Regions from separate parts of the Mus musculus genome. Here regions 2 and 3 are each linked to region 1. Evidence: chromatin contacts called from public Hi-C data. All regions are on one chromosome and are shown on one strand. Each heading gives the region's core, a stretch centred on a gene start, on an enhancer-like site or on the middle of the called end of the contact. The rest is flanking DNA. Distances are from core to core; before and after follow the strand shown.

Region 1 (4,981 bases), core at 1,794-4,293:
CTTTACTTACTCCTTAACTTTCCCATGATAAACTTTCACGGAGAGTTAAGGCTACCCACCACTCATAGATGTATTCTGGGCAATCTGAATGTCACTTTTGTTAATCCCATAAACAATGGCACTCTAGGCTATAATTTATGTGTAAGTAAAGGTGCTTCCACTTAGAGATGAATCCAACTTCTTCCTGGTAAGTAGCCATCTACTCACTGACTCTGAGATGAACAGAAATACCTAGAAGTAGTTACTTACAAGGCCCAGCCTGAATAGTCTTATGCTCTGCCAACCCATTCCTCTCTAGACCTTTCTGTAATCTTCCGACAGGTTAACAACACCTACAGCAGGGCTTGAGCTCTGTCTGCCATTGTGGATCAGTGCCAGCTTCTCACAGATTCCTGCACACACAGCTAAGCTCTTAAATAACACACAGCTGGAGTCATGCTTAGCTATAGTTACATTCCATCACACCACACACAGGACCAAACACACTGACATCAGTTATCCATACCACGTGCCCATTCATGTCACACATATAACCAACATACTGACATCAGACATATAGACCACATTCACATCCATATCTGATACAGCCACAAAAAGTATACATGCCGCCCACCCACAGTGACCTGACTAGGAGGTACAGAAGGCCAGAGTATATCCAGAATTCTTGTCACGCTTTGTGTCTAATCCCACCCACTGCTAAGATTCCTCGGCAATCTCCTGAGTTGCGCCCACTTTCTCCTTTGTAACAGAACGTTGTGCTTGTTCATATGCTTACTTTTTTCACACATCTGTTCTCAGTAGTTCTTTCTAAGCAGCTTAAGGGACTAGGTCATTGTAGTAGCTTTCTGTAGCACAAGGCTGGGTGCTCAGTTGATTTTCTGAATGAGAGATGAGATGGATGAAAACTCTCATCTCTGCCCCTGTTGGCTCTGCCTAGGATTTCAGGATCTAATAATATACAAGAAGCAATGTAGCCTCCACTAATTATTTTTAAATAGGGTTTCTCTATGTAACTGTGGCTGCCCTAGAACTCTTTATGTAGACCAGGCTGGCCTTGAACTGACAGAGATCCACTTGCCTCTGTCTCCTGAGTGCCACCATGCATGCCCAACTGTGTATTCTTTTGTAAAACTGCTGAGACCATATAATTTACCCAATCTCTCTCCAGGGCGGAATGTTGGGTAAATATAAGAGTAGGAGGTCAGCAAGGCAGAGTGGCACAGGCATTTAATCCTGGCACTTGGGAGGCAGAGGCAGGCAGATCTCTGTGTGTTCAAGGACTGCTGGATCTACGTAGTGAGTTCTGGAACAGCCAGAGCTACATAATGAGACTCTGTCTCAAACACTAAAACAAACAAACAAACAAATTTTTTAAAAAAGACTGAGTTGGGGCTGAAGAGCTGGCTCAGTGGCTCAGAGCACTTGGTGCTCTTGTAGAGGACTCAGATTCAGTTCCTAGTACCCAGATCAGGTAGCTCACACCTGCCTGTAGTTCCTGCTACAGGTTCTGGTCTCCACAGGCACCTGCACACATGTGGTGCACATACTCAGGTGCACACACATACATATAATACATTTTAAAAACTGAGCTGAAAAAAAAATGACTCGGTAGGTAAAGACACTACCGACCAAGTTGAACATAATATGCAAGGTTAAGTTCCAGGGAACAGGCAGTACATACACCCATTCTTTCTGGCCAGCACTGCATATGGCATATTACACAGTAGCCCATAACAGCTCATATTTTTTAAAGGTCCTACAGAGCACTCGACCTAGGGCTAAGCGGTCCAATGCACCATCTCAATTCATTTTTACAGCACCTCTGCCTCCCGAGTGCTGGGGTTGAAGGCATGAGCCGCTACATCTAGCTCAACTATTAATTTCTCATACTTACTTTAGAAATGATGAAACTGAAACTCTGAGAAATCAAGTCACGTGCCTAAGAGCACACAGTAGGTGGCAAAACTGAAGCCCAAGTTGATTCCTCCAAAGCTGAGGTTTTTAACCATTCCACCAGGACTGGAGGTAGAGACGGTGCTACGGCACTTAGGAAATGAGAAGGCACCTCTCTGAAGAGGGCAGGGAGGGAGCTTCACTGAAGAGGTGAAATTTAAACTATGACTTGCAAAATAGACAGATGAGCAGGACCAAGGCTGGCAGAGACGGAGAGTCCATCCCTGACTGAAAAGGCAGTGTGGAAATAACACAAAGTCACCTTGCATTACAAAGATCGGAGGGAGAAGAGACCTAGTGCATGTGGGGTTTTCTTCCTCGGAGCTCAGCAGCACAGAGTCGCCAGCAAGAGTGCGGAGGAGGGATGAGTTCTAAGAACAAGGCAAGAAGATGAGGCTTGGTGATCACAGACGATGAAGGACAAGAGCCTGGATTAGAAGGAAGAGACCAAGCTGGGGTCCGAAAGATTAAAGTTCTAGATCCGGGTTCGAGTCAAGGGTACCGGGAGTAACTTGGAAGGACCGGGGACAGAGTGTGAAAAATTAAGGAAGCACTCACCGGAGCTACATAGCGATTCAGAGACGGATCATCAAAGGAGCCAAAGAATCTGAGGTGGCCTGGGAGAGGGGACAAAGGCTGCAGCAGTGTCCAAAGAGCCTAGTTAAGTGGGGAAGGAGGATAAAGCTGGAGGAGTCAGCTGGGAAAGCTGAAGGACGAGAGTTGGGTTCAGAGATGTCCATGAGGTTGGGACTGGAGCTGGAAGAGTACAAGGGGCGACTCTAAAGACACGGTGTGTGGGAGGGGCATGGAGTGGTCCAAGGCCAACAGTAAGGCAGGGAGGGTAGTAAGACTGGGTCATCCGAGGACTGGGGACGTGATCGCAGCGGAGGGACACACGGTACCCGGCGGCCTTTGGGACTCGCAAAACAGCAACTTCCCAAACATCAGCCTTCAAGGCCTTCGCAAGAGCGAAGGGGCCAGGCTCGAAGCGCCCCGTGCCTCGCGTTCGCCTCCCCCATAACCCCCACGTCACCTCTACACAGCCGCGACCCACTTCACTCCCGCGGCTCGGTCAGGGACAGCGGCGCCTCGGTGGGCGGGGGAAGGAGCCGGAGCCGGAACCCAGAGAGGATCCGCCTTCACAGCGTTCGGATTGGATCCTGGGAACGTTCTTCCTCTCTATTGGCTATACTAACTGTCACACTGCACAAGACCTAGTAGGACGGCCAATAAACATTGGTTTAGTGCGCGGCATGCTGGGAGTTGTAGTTCGGAGGTTTGCTTCGCTGAAAACATTTGCCCAGTTCAGAACTCAGCGGTGAAGCTGTCATCACTTCTAAGGTCATCAGGTTTCTTTTCTTTTTGTCTTTTGAAGCGGTGGCCCTCGATAGAAACCTCGCAGTTCATTTAAAGTTTATAGTTTAAAATTAAAAGGACATGTACCAGGAAAGGAATTTAAAAATAAAGTAGTTCGATCTCTTTGTCCGAGAAGCTAAGTGTCCTCTCCCAAGGAATGACCTCCAGCCAGGTCGGCCAGTGGCCCAACGTAGGTTTTGGTTTTTTTTTTCTGTGTCCTATGTGATCCTGTTAACCCAAAAGTCTCGCATCAATCTGGATATAATAGACCAGTAAGTTATCCAGAGATGGTTTTTGTTTGGTTGGCTGGTTGTTGTTTTTCCCAGATTTTATTTTGAAGAACAATAAAGATTAAGAACTTGAAAGATAAAGAGGATAAAGAAAGTTGATGTGTAAGCTAACTACGAGCTTTTCCTGTTTGTGTGGTCTTTCAATGGTTGTCTTTGTAGCTGGTAAAGCTTTAGAGCTAGTGATGACCCGGTGATTAAGAACACTTACAGCTCTTTCAGGGGACCTGGATTCCCAGCGCCCACATCAGGTAGTTTATAACCACCTGTAACTCCAGATCCAAGGGATCCAATGCCCAATTCTGGACAATTTGAGAACCTGCACACAAGAACACACACTCACACACACACACACACACACACACACACAAAATCAGGAAAGAAAAAAGAGAGGGTCAAGTTTTATAATCCCACCTCTCTCCTCTATAAAATTCCTAGCACAACTATTGTAAGGATATAAGGACTGAGTGGATAGACAGACAGTCAGACAAATAGGCAGACACACAGACAAACATTTCCTGCTTCTACAAATAGCTCTATTCTCTATTGGTAAATTCTCTCAATAGGTAAGACTAGCATGAGTTAGTTAGCCAATAGGATTGGCTACTCAAGCAATTATGTTTGGAGCTGAGGATGTGTGTGACGTGTAAGTATCTATTACACACTATTAGTTTATAAATTGATAAAAATAAAACATCAAAAGTCAGACTCAGGAGTAAAACTGGGTTTATTATGAATGATGTCTAAAGTTTGCTTGAATTGTGGCTGAGCTATTCAGAAACCAACCCCGTAATGTGTTTTCTCCACAGCCTCTTTCATAATGAAGACAACATACCAAGCAATAAGTATTAAAGGGTATATTTCATAACTGTACAAAGACAAACAAAATATTCTTTTTGGGTACTGTAATGGCAAATTTTACATATCACTTTGACCCGTCACAAAGGTCCCAGACACTTGGTCAGACATCACATTTGGTGTCTCTGTGAGAGGAGCTTGGACGAGATTAGCATTTAATCAGTAGCCTGAGTAAAGCAGTCACCCTCCTTAAGTCCAGTGGGAGTCATCTGACCAGTGGGAGTCATCCAACCAGTGGGAGTCGTCATCTGACCAGTGGAAGACCTTAGAAGAGTCTCGCTGCCTGTCGGGCTTTAGACGGATATCAACTCTTTCCCTACCTTACACTGCAACTAAAACTTGTCTCTTTCTAGTACTCTGACCTGCCAACTTCAGTCTCGTATTTATTTTCTGTCTCTATCTCTTACTGTGTCTGCATGTGTGTGCGCGCACACACACACACACACACACACACACACACAGTTGGTTCTCTTTCTCTAGGGAACACTAATATAGGCTCTATTGGAAAGAGCCTGTAGCAGATCTAG
Region 2 (4,981 bases), core at 1,290-3,789, 1.3 Mb before region 1:
AGAAGACAAGTCCCATGGACAGTGTTAGTGTCGCCAAGAGTCAGCCCAGTCAAGCACCCAAGTCACAAACTCACACACTGGAAAATATGAATTTAGACATGCTAGTCTACTGACAAGTGTGTCATACATACAGAACACAGACCCTGAGAGACAGAAACTCCACAAAGACATTTTCAGAGGCAGCCGAGGAAAGAGATGCTAATGGAGAGACTTAGGAAAGATGCGTGCATCTAGAGCAGGAGACAAAGGGGGACCAAGAGATGGGAAGGGGAAAAAAGGGAGGCACTTCTGTTCCTCTCTAGGGGGACTCGCACCTGAAGGATTGCAACAATGACCCCAAAGAGGCCAATGGCACTGCCAAAGATCTCCACGATGAGAATTTTTACAAAGAGGCTGGGGTTCTGTGCATCCGCCAGGGCGGCCCCACTGCCCACGATGCCCACGCAGACTCCACAGAACAGGTTGGACAGACCGACTGTGAGGCCAGCCCCAAACATGGAGTAACCTGGAGGATAAGAAGTAGCTCGTGAGGTGGAGGCAAGCAGGAGAGGAATGGTCCAGTGTGGGCTAGCAGGGCCAGTCCCACCCCAACTCTGCAGAGCTGAGACTCTCAGCTATGGAGCCAGGAAGCAGGAGTAAGTGTGTAAGGCCCAGGTGTGTACGTGTGGTAGAAGCAAGTGTGTAAGGCCCAGGCGTGTATGTGTGGTAGGGTGTCTGTCTCACTATGTCATTATGTAGTGCTGGCTGGCCTCTTAACTCACTTGGTGCTACCCCCGTCCCAGGACTGGGGTTAAAGGCCCAGAGCACCATGCCGAGTGAGCTCTATGTTACCCACTTACCTGCATGGTAGTTTCGATGGCCAATGGCCTTGGGCTCCGTAGCACTGAAAGGCTGTGAGGGGCAGAATAAGTCCTCAGAAGGCATTCCTTAATGCACCTACCTTTTCTTCCCTCCGATCTTTAGGGAAAGCATAGGCATTTCAATGGATACCCGTCCCCGCTGGTTTTCCCTTACCTCAGCCATGTTGCTGATGACAATTGCCATGATGATGCCATAGATGGCCACCGCTTCACAGAAGATAATACTGGCAACAGTGATGGTAAATGGTGGGGGAGGGGGAGGGAAACTCTTTAAGAAGGAAATCAGCCATTTCTGCAGAAAATCCCCAGCCAACTTTCCCTGACTCACATACACGCTACGATGAGACGGGTCACAAGCCAGCATGTCACCCGACCCCCATCGCAGCTAGTTTTGACATGCAGAAGCCTTTACACTTACCTAACCAAGTTCTTGGTTTTGATTCTGGGGGCTTTCACCCCACCCCCAATAATGGATGAGCCGGTTATATAGATTCCCCTGGTGAAGGGTAAGAAACTGATTAAAGGAGCCCAAGGAGTTGCTGTCCCCAGGATGATTAAGAACCCAGTGATGATTCCACCTGCCACGACTTGGCACCTCCCACTCGTCCCGCCACTCCAACACTCACCAGGCTGCTCCAACCACAGACAGAGAAATTGCTAGGCCAATGCCCAGATTCGACCACATGAAGGGGGAAGTTTCCGTCAGGAACCTGGTGTGGAAACAGGGAAGAAAGCTATTGAGCTATGGACAGGAAAGGGCAGGAGTGGGGAGGCCACACAAAACTCAGTGTCCACCCAGCTCCAGCCCACCAGTCCCAGACGTTGCATCTCTAGATTTTCTATTTCCCAAAGGTCCGTGTGTCTGAAGAGCTGGGCTGGGGCTCAGACCAAAGCAGGGAGAAGAGGCTCCTAGGAGAATCCTCTCCATGCCCTCCCTTACCATGCCACATCAAAGCGAAAGCCCAGGTCAAAGATGGTGTAGCAGATTCCTGAAGCAATGAGGAAAGGAGTTAAAGGGTTGCTCTTTCGAGACACAGTCCCCAACCTAGGAAAAAAAAAAAACTGCCCAACTGTCAAACTGTCAGCCACCTACATCTAGACAAGCGAAGAGTCCCGGAGCGAAACAGCACCTCCACCCAGGCCTCCATTTTTTTTTTTTTTTCGGCCACTCCCTAGGTAACCCGTCTTAATGACACCAAGCCCCTTCACGGGCCGGAGGGAACGGGCGCTGCGTCCAGGCCGCGCCAGATCCTGCCGGCCCAATCGCTGTTTACCCAACAAGCTGTGAATGGGTGGGGGAGGGCAAGGAGGAAAAAGGGGAAGCGGGGCGCCCAAATATGCGGCTCGCGGAGAGGAGGTCAGGAACCTGGCGTCGCGACCCTGGAATAGCCGGTGTGACTCTCGCAGCCCAGGGCCGGCCTCCTCCGTCGCGGGAGGGCACCGCGCGGGGCCGGCTCCGGCTGCCACCTGCCCCCCGCCCCAACCAGCAGGCCACCTTGGGCCGCCTGGGCCCCGCTCACCCACAACGACCATGCAGGCCCAGAAGGCCACAAAGATCCCGAGGTAGAGCAACTCCAGCCCCGTCATGGCAGCGGCGACGGCAGGGGTCGGATCGGTGGGACCTGAGCTAAACCGCGTCCACCGTCCGCCCCGCAGTCTGTCGGCCCGCCCCGCAGCGCCACCTGACCGGCGCACGTGATGCGCCGACCCCACGTGACCCCCGCGCACAGTGGCTGGCTGCCTGAGGCCGGGCCCTGGTAGACGTCATGCCGCGGAGCACTGTGGTGGTTGTAGTTTCGTCGGACGTTCTCCGTGACAGGTACTGGCTCTCCACCTGCGCTGCTGGTTCCCTAACTTCCCACCGGACTCCCAGTTTACTCACCAATCACTGCAGATCCTTCCGGTCTGTTCTAGTCCTGCCTAGTTCCTTCTGCTTGAAGCAGGATTTCGCGGTGCCTAGCTAATGCCTGCTGTTCATCGGAGGTCATTCTAGGTTGTCTTTTCCAACCCAGAGGTAGGGTGGAATGCCAGACGCGAACGCCCACGATGTCCAGGTGATCTTATAAGGCCATGCCATTCTCCTGTTCAAATTCCCTGTGGATCCTATTTCACTCGCGACAGAATGATCCATAGGATCCTAAAGTATGCAAAGCAGGCACTGTAACAGAGCTAAGCTCCAGGTCCCTAATAGACTACCCACCCTATCAGACGCAGCCCGCCCTTGCATCTGCCCCTCTCTCTTGCTTCCAGACTTTGCTCTCCTTCAAGCCCTTCCTTACCCATTCTGTTTAATATTCCAACCCCAATCTCCCTTTAACCAGTCCCCTTTCTTTTCCAGATTTGTGTTTTCCCATAATTGTTATCCCTTGATATAATTTTCCTCTGGTTCTTATCTCTGGTTGATATAGTACATTTTGTTTCTGACCACTCTCCCTAGGGGGCCGAAGCACCATGGTTCATGTTGGACTCACTACTGTTTCTAGCGCCTGACATACAGGGGAGTTCTCATAACATGCACACAGAATACATGATGGATGCTCATTTTAACCCAGTCCCCATGTCAGTTACAGCTCTGCCTTTACCATTAGCCTGTGTACTACATGATCTGGATGGTGCCAATATAAGATTCTTTTGCTAATGTGGACAATAAGTAAATTTTGTTTTCTTCTGGGATCCAATACACAAACACACACACACACTGGGAAACCCTAGGACCAACTCTCTGGTTTTTGTTTTGTTTTTTGAGACAGGATTTCTCTGTATAGCCCTAGCTGTCCTGGAACTCACTTTGTAGACCAGGTTGGCCTCGAACTCAGAAATGTGCCTGCCTCTGCCTCCCAAGTGCTGAGATTAAAGGCGTGCACCACCACTGCCCGGCCCATAAAACCAACTCTCTACCAAGGACAAGCACTCTATCAAGATATACCCCAACAACTCTACTTTGATTGAAGCACCCACCATGTTGACTGAGTCTTTGTTTAGGCCCAAATGTTCGTTTCACTCTGTTTATTCTGAATATTTTTTCTCTATAAGATCCAGCTTAAGACTCCTCTGTCTGGGTTGCCTCTTGAGTCCCCTTCAGGAGCCTGCTATGAGAGCCAGCTGCACCTGGGGCTCCCTTCACACAATTATATTTCGTGGGGTTATTATTTCCTCCCAAGCACATTTTGAGGACAGTAATCTGGTTAAATATAACTCACATATCCACCCACAGGATCTGTGTAGAACAGAGCTTTAGTGAATAAAGAGAAACAGGAGAAAAAGTATTCCGTTTATTTCAGTGTCTTTGTTGTCCCCAAGAAACAAGTCTAACTAAGTCAATGTAGCCCAACAAAGTCCTGAAAGCAGCCACATAAGTGCTTGAAATGTAATTAGTGTAATGGACAAATACTTTTTCATCCACTTTAAATGGCAAAAGTCATGTGTCCAGTGAATATTGTCTTGGACAGTGCAGGTTTAGACCAGAGGCTCTCAATGAGGAGTAGTTACATGACATCTGCCAACCTGTAGAGATAATCTGGGTTATCCTAGCTCAGTTGGGGAGGAAGGGAGGTGTTTCTGTTTCTGTCAGCTGAACCTATACATCCTTCTCTATATAGAGTAGCCTCTGCATTAAAGAATTACTCTGCCCAAACTGTCAACAGTGCTGAGGGAGGTGGAAGAACTCTGGTCTGGATCATCCAACTTCTGCCCCTGACCAAGGGCAGAACTCCTGCACACCAGGAACTGGGATGAGCCCTGGGACCCCTCCCTGCACAGGCTATAAGCTGGACAGCTCCACAGAGAGAGCTACCTACACTCCCTGTGTCTAGGCATCAAGTGTCCCTGTGACAGGACGAGACGTTGGTCAGGGAGAACAGGTCCCGGCAGACTTATCACTCTGGCTCTGGCCTCCCAAGGTATCAGCTGCTCCCCTCATCCTCGTAGGCGATGGCGATACCTCGTCTTCCTCTGACGGCTTCTTTCACTGGTGTCTGGCCCAAGCGTGGCTCCAGCCCCTGCCAGTTCCGAGAACTAAGGAATGAAGCTGCAGAGGGAAAGAAGATAAGCTGTGTGGGCTGGACCTGGGCAAAACTCTAGCGGGGGCAGCTGCTTGCATGTTTACCTGCAGGGCTGCTCTC
Region 3 (4,981 bases), core at 1,401-3,900, 1.2 Mb after region 1:
TAGCATCTGCTGTCACCTGAGTTTTTGATCTTAGCCATTCTGACTGGTGTGAGATGGAATCTGAGTTGTTTTGATTTGCATTTTCCTGATGACTAAGGATGTTGAACATTTCTTTAGGTGCTTCTCAGCCATTCGATTTTCCTCAGTTGAGAATTCTGTTTAGCCCTGTTCCCCATTTTTAAATAGGGTTCTTTGGTTCTCTGGAGTCTAACTTCTTGAGTTCCTTGTATATATTGGATATTAGCCCTCTATGTAGGATTGGTAAAGATCTTTTCCCAACCTATTGGTTGCTGTTTTGACCTATTGTGGTTTGCCTTACAGAAGTCTTGCAATCTTCTTTTTGTTTGTTTGTTTTTTGTTTTGTTTTGTTTTTTTGTTTTTTGAGACAGGGTTTCTCTGTGTAGCCCTGGCTGTCCTGGAACTCACTCTGTAGACCAGGCTGGCCTCGAACACAGAGATCTACCTGCCTCTGCTTCCCAAGTGCTGAGTTTAAGGCATGCCACCATCGCCTGGCAAGCCTTGCAATCTTATGAGGTCCCATTTTCAATTCTTGATCTTAGAGCATAAATATTGGTGTTCAGGAATGTTTCCCCTGTGCCCATGTGTTCGAGGTTCTTCCCCACTTTCTCTTCTATTAGATCCAGGGTATCTGGTTTTCTGTAGAGGTCCTTGATCCACTTGGACTTGAACTTTGTACAGGGAGAAGGAAGGTCCATCCAGAGACTGCCCCACTTGGGAATCTATCCCGTATACAGTTGCCAAACCCAGACGCTATTGCAGATGCTAGAAAGTGCTTGCTGACTGGAGCCTGATATGGCTGTCTCCTGAGACGCTCTGCCAAAGCCTGACAGATACAGAGGCAGATGCTTGCAGCCAACTATTGGACTGAGCATGGGGTCCCCAATGAAGGAATTGGAGAAGGGACTGAAGGAACTGAGGGGGTTTGTAGCCCTATGGGGGGAGCAACAGTGTCAACTGGCCAGACCCCTCCCCCCCCAGCTCCCGGGGACTGGATCACCAACCAAAGAGTATACAGGGAGGGACCCATGGCTCCGGCCATATATGTGGCAGAGGATAGCCTCGTTGGACATCAGTGGGAGGAGCGGCCCTTGGGCCTTAGGGGTTTGATCCCTCAGTGTCGTGGAATGTCAAGGAGGGAAGGCATTGAGTGTGTGGGTGGGTGGGGGAGCACCCTCATAGAGGCTGGGGGAGCAGGGATAGGATAGGGGGTTTTTGGAGGGGAGACCTGGAAAGGGGATAACGTTTGAAATGTAATAAGGAAAATATCCAATAGAAGAGAGAGAGGAAAAAAAATTGAAGTTCTAGTGTAGATGTGCAAGGATCTGCCGTGCTTTGGCTTCCCTTCATTCTCTAACATTAACAGCATCACCACCAGATTCCCAGAGCCTCTCAGACTCTTGATAGCCATCCCTGCCACACCTTTGCTCTCAGTCTCTCCTCATCCTGAGAAGCCTTTCTTTGCAGCTTCCTCTAGGAACCAGATTGAATGAGCTTCGGGCTAAGTAAGGGCTGCTTTCCCGGAACTCTCTGGTTCTGGTGTGAGTTCCATAGCTGTGATAAAGACCCCTACCAAAAGCAACCTGGGAGAGGAAATGGTTTATTTGGCTTACACTTCCACAACATTGTTCATCTCTGAGGGAGGTGAGAACAGCAACAGGGAGACAGGAAATGAAGCTAGGCTATGGAGCAACATCCTTTATTGGCCTCTCTTTATACCACCTAGGACCACCTCTGCCCAGGGGTAGCACCTCCCACATCAATCATTAGACAAGAAAATGCCCACCCAGACTTTGCCTATAGGCCATTCTGATGGAGACTGTTATGCAACTGAGATTCCACCTTCTGAGATAAGAGTAGATTTGTTTCAGGCTGATAAAAATCAACCAGCATTTCCCTTAACACCTGACCTCCAGGCAAGAGCACAGCCAGTAAAATTGTGTGATCTTGGAGACGTAGCTCTCCCCCCCACCCCCATGAACTTCAGTTTCCGCGGGCTAAAACATAACGTTCTTGAGACACAATTGTGTGTGGGGTGGGGTAGCATCATTGGAAGGACCCTAGCCACTGTAGTACCTAGCACGCTAACATTCAAAGCCTACTACGGGGCAAAAGTGAAGGCCTGCTTTTGTTAGTCTTGTTGCACCTTTTGGGGCGCACTGGTTTTCTCCTCATAGTAGTTTTCCTCCCGCCTGCGCATTGGAAAGACTAAAGGTGCGAAGGAACTCTTTTAAGATTACTCCACAGCCGGCCACCAGCTGGGTGGGGGCTGAGGGCCGACGGGATTCGAACCTGGGACCTCAGAGGACGTCATTCACTTGTCTGGGAGACGCGAGCAATCCAGTGGGTCGCGGCTTTTTTTTTTTTTTTTTTTTTTTTTTTTTTTTTTTTAGGGCTGGCGGTCGCGAGGCGGGGGGAAGGCGCGAGGGGTCGCCCCTTCCCGCCGCCCCGCGCGCGCGCGCGAGAGAACCCAACGGCCGCGGCGCGCGCCACCTCGCGGCAGGAGTCTCTGGCGGGCGGGGCTGGGCAGCTCTCGCCCCCGCCCCCCGCCCCTCGGCCGCCGCCGCCGCCGCCGCCGCCGCCTCGGTGGAGCCCCCCGCCTCCCGCCGCCGCCTCAGCCGAGCCGCTCTCCAGAGCCGTCGCCCGCCCCTGCCGGCGTCCTCGCTCGCTCCCTGCGCAGCGGAAACATGGCGGCTGGATGGGAGTGAGCCGCCCGCGCCCCGCGCCGCTGTCGCCCTCAGGTAAGCGCCTCACTGCCACCCCCGGCCCGGTCCGGGCCCCTCAAGGCCCGCCTTACGGCCACGGGCTGGAGCGAGTCCCCGCCCGGTGACCCTGGTGTCTGTGTCCGCGGCCCTCCGGCGGCCGTGTCAACCCGGCCAGAACCCCGGCGGCCTGCGCCGCATCTGCTCGGGCCCAGTGTCCGGCGGCGGCCTGACGCGTCGGGGTCGGTCGGGGGCGCGGCGCGCGAGTCCCCGCACAGGGCCCCTTCCGAGCGGGGAGCAGGGCTTGGGGCGGAACCGGGAAGCCTGGCTCGGGCCCAGTGCGGGGGCTCTTTCGGGCTGCTGGGACGCGTCGCCAGAGAGATTCGCCTGGGTCCCAGCAGCGGAGCACCGGGGGTCGTGAACACAGTGGGCTTGGAGCTTTCTTCAGGGGTCCCGGGGCTGGGGGCGGGGTGGGGGAGACTCACTTGTGTCACCTGCCTGGAGCCGGGCAAACACCCGGCGGCTACAGAAGGTTTCGAACCTGAGACAGGGAACGGCGGACAACCTTAGAGCACAGCAGGGGAAGGAGTTCCCTAGTAGATAGGTGAACCCCAAAACATACCCCAAAGCGAAGAGATCTGAGAGTCATCCAGGCTCCCCCTACTCTTATCCTATTCGGGAAGGAAGTTATCTTTAAAAATTCCAAATAATACCCTAATAATTTGGCGAACCTTTTAGGACGGCTCTCCGTCCTAGTCCTAATAACCTTTCTAAAGTAAGGCCGTCCAGTCTGGTCCTGGATGGATTTGGTTATAGGTAGAAAGGAACGGCTGTCTCTCGTCTTTCTGCTTCGTTTCCTCTTGGGCAGCTGTTAAGAGTGAAGATAGTAATCGTGTCCCCTGAGTCTTATTTTGGCTAACTCCCAATTCCTTTAGTCTTTTTCTTTACTCTGGTCTTTGATCCGCTCCTTTGATGAGCACTGGTTTGCCCATATTGCCCCCACAGAAGAGCTTCTTGTGAGCAGAGAGACCAAGCTCAATCATTTCTAAGGGAAGAGCTTTGACCCTAAAGGACTGACCTTAAATAAAAAGTACTCTCCCTTCCTCATTTTCGTACTGCGTTGAACTTAGCGGGTGGGGGTAGGGAGGGGAGAGGGAAAAGCTGTATAGTAGTAGCATGTGTTCCCCCAAGCTAAAAGAGATCATCCTGTTTTGTGGTTTCTCTTCCTTTGAAAAATTGAACACTTCATCAAGTGAGCTAATGTATATCAAAAGATTGTACAGTGTAATATATCATGCAGATAAAAGAGCTTATTATTTTTGCTCTAAAAAGGACTGAGACCTAGATTGGTGCCAAACTGCAATTTAATATTTGCTTGGAGAGAGAACTGCCTTATGACAATGAACTCTGCTTTTTTTCCCTGCCAGCAGAAGGCCTCAACTTGCTGTGAAAAAAACACTTTCTGTTGCTCATTAAAAAAGCATTCCTTTTTTTTCCTTTTTTTTTTTTTAAAGTTTAATTCTTAGCCTTGGTGGTACGTAGGGTTAAAGTACTTAAAACGGATCTTTTATTAGTTTTTTAGACCTTTGCCTAAGCATCCCTGCAAACAAGTAATTTCTTAAGCCCATTAGGGAAGTGATGGCTTTGTAGATAAAATGCTAAGATCTGTGGCTGGGACCTCATTCAAGATCTGAGCAAAGTTTCACTGTTTTTGTAACTAAGGCAAGCGCATACCAGCAGTCAGAACTGTGTTTATCTTTGTACTTATGTCTTTGTTTTTTGAATTGGTTAGTGGTTTTTAAGTTTGTAGCACATAAGTCAAAATTTTAAAGGTGTTGCTTTTTAATTGTGTGTGTGTGTGTGTGCGCGCGCGCCCATGGAGGCTAGAGGAATAAGATTTCTCTACAACTGGAGTTATAGAGAGTTGTAAGATAACAGTTGGGTGCTAAGAGCTAGGCTTGGTTCCTCTGGAAGAGAGATACATGATCTTAAACATTGAGCTATCTCACCAGCTCCACACATGTCAGATTTTAATTTCTGGAATGTTAGTTTGTGCAAATACTGTTTCACTTTTGTGTAACTTGTTAAAGAATTATATGGTGCCATTCTGTACAGAACTGCACCCTCCAGGGTAAGGATTCAAAACTGGGAAAACTCTGATATGAACATTACAATGAAATTTAAACTTGCTGTATTGTAACCTTTATACTTATATACTACCATGTGTCAGGCATTGAGTTATGTATGGTGTAGACTGGACA

The links. Hi-C and Micro-C count contacts between places; a contact is called where the count stands out from the background.
Region 2: a contact with region 1 is called in a Hi-C map of CD8 T cells, with 4 times the contacts expected there. The contact joins the promoter of Atp6v0b here to the promoter of Zfp691 in region 1. A contact is called at or near these places in 2 of 39 promoter capture datasets (hippocampal neurons and pre-B cells), 3 of 484 Hi-C or Micro-C datasets (B cells, CD4 T cells and CD8 T cells), 1 of 115 datasets of contacts at active chromatin or transcription factors (astrocytes) and 1 of 9 other capture datasets (liver).
Region 3: a contact with region 1 is called in a Hi-C map of B cells, with 5 read pairs. The contact joins the promoter of Scmh1 here to the promoter of Zfp691 in region 1. A contact is called at or near these places in 2 of 39 promoter capture datasets (liver and pre-B cells) and 2 of 484 Hi-C or Micro-C datasets (B cells and CD4 T cells).

Annotation. Positions count from the first base shown.
Region 1 is chr4:119,171,152-119,176,132 of GRCm38.p6, forward strand. Zfp691 (zinc finger protein 691) reads right to left here and starts at 3,044. Exons shown (of 2, transcript NM_001145936.1): 1 at 2,987-3,044. Ermap (erythroblast membrane-associated protein) reads right to left here. Exons shown (of 13, transcript NM_013848.3): 13 at 4,306-4,981.
Region 2 is chr4:117,884,790-117,889,770 of GRCm38.p6, forward strand. Atp6v0b (ATPase, H+ transporting, lysosomal V0 subunit B) reads right to left here and starts at 2,540. Exons shown (of 8, transcript NM_033617.3): 1 at 2,381-2,540; 2 at 1,801-1,849; 3 at 1,487-1,570; 4 at 1,279-1,356; 5 at 1,015-1,084; 6 at 840-891; 7 at 315-505. The coding sequence starts at 2,447. It overlaps Gm12841 (predicted gene 12841), which reads left to right. Exons shown (of 4, transcript NR_168719.1): 2 at 964-1,099; 3 at 2,517-2,679; 4 at 3,298-3,502. Dph2 (DPH2 homolog) reads right to left here. Exons shown (of 6, transcript NM_026344.3): 5 at 4,966-4,981; 6 at 3,854-4,887. The coding sequence ends at 4,763.
Region 3 is chr4:120,402,698-120,407,678 of GRCm38.p6, forward strand. It overlaps Scmh1 (sex comb on midleg homolog 1), which reads left to right and starts at 2,651. Exons shown (of 18, transcript NM_001379185.1): 1 at 2,651-2,759.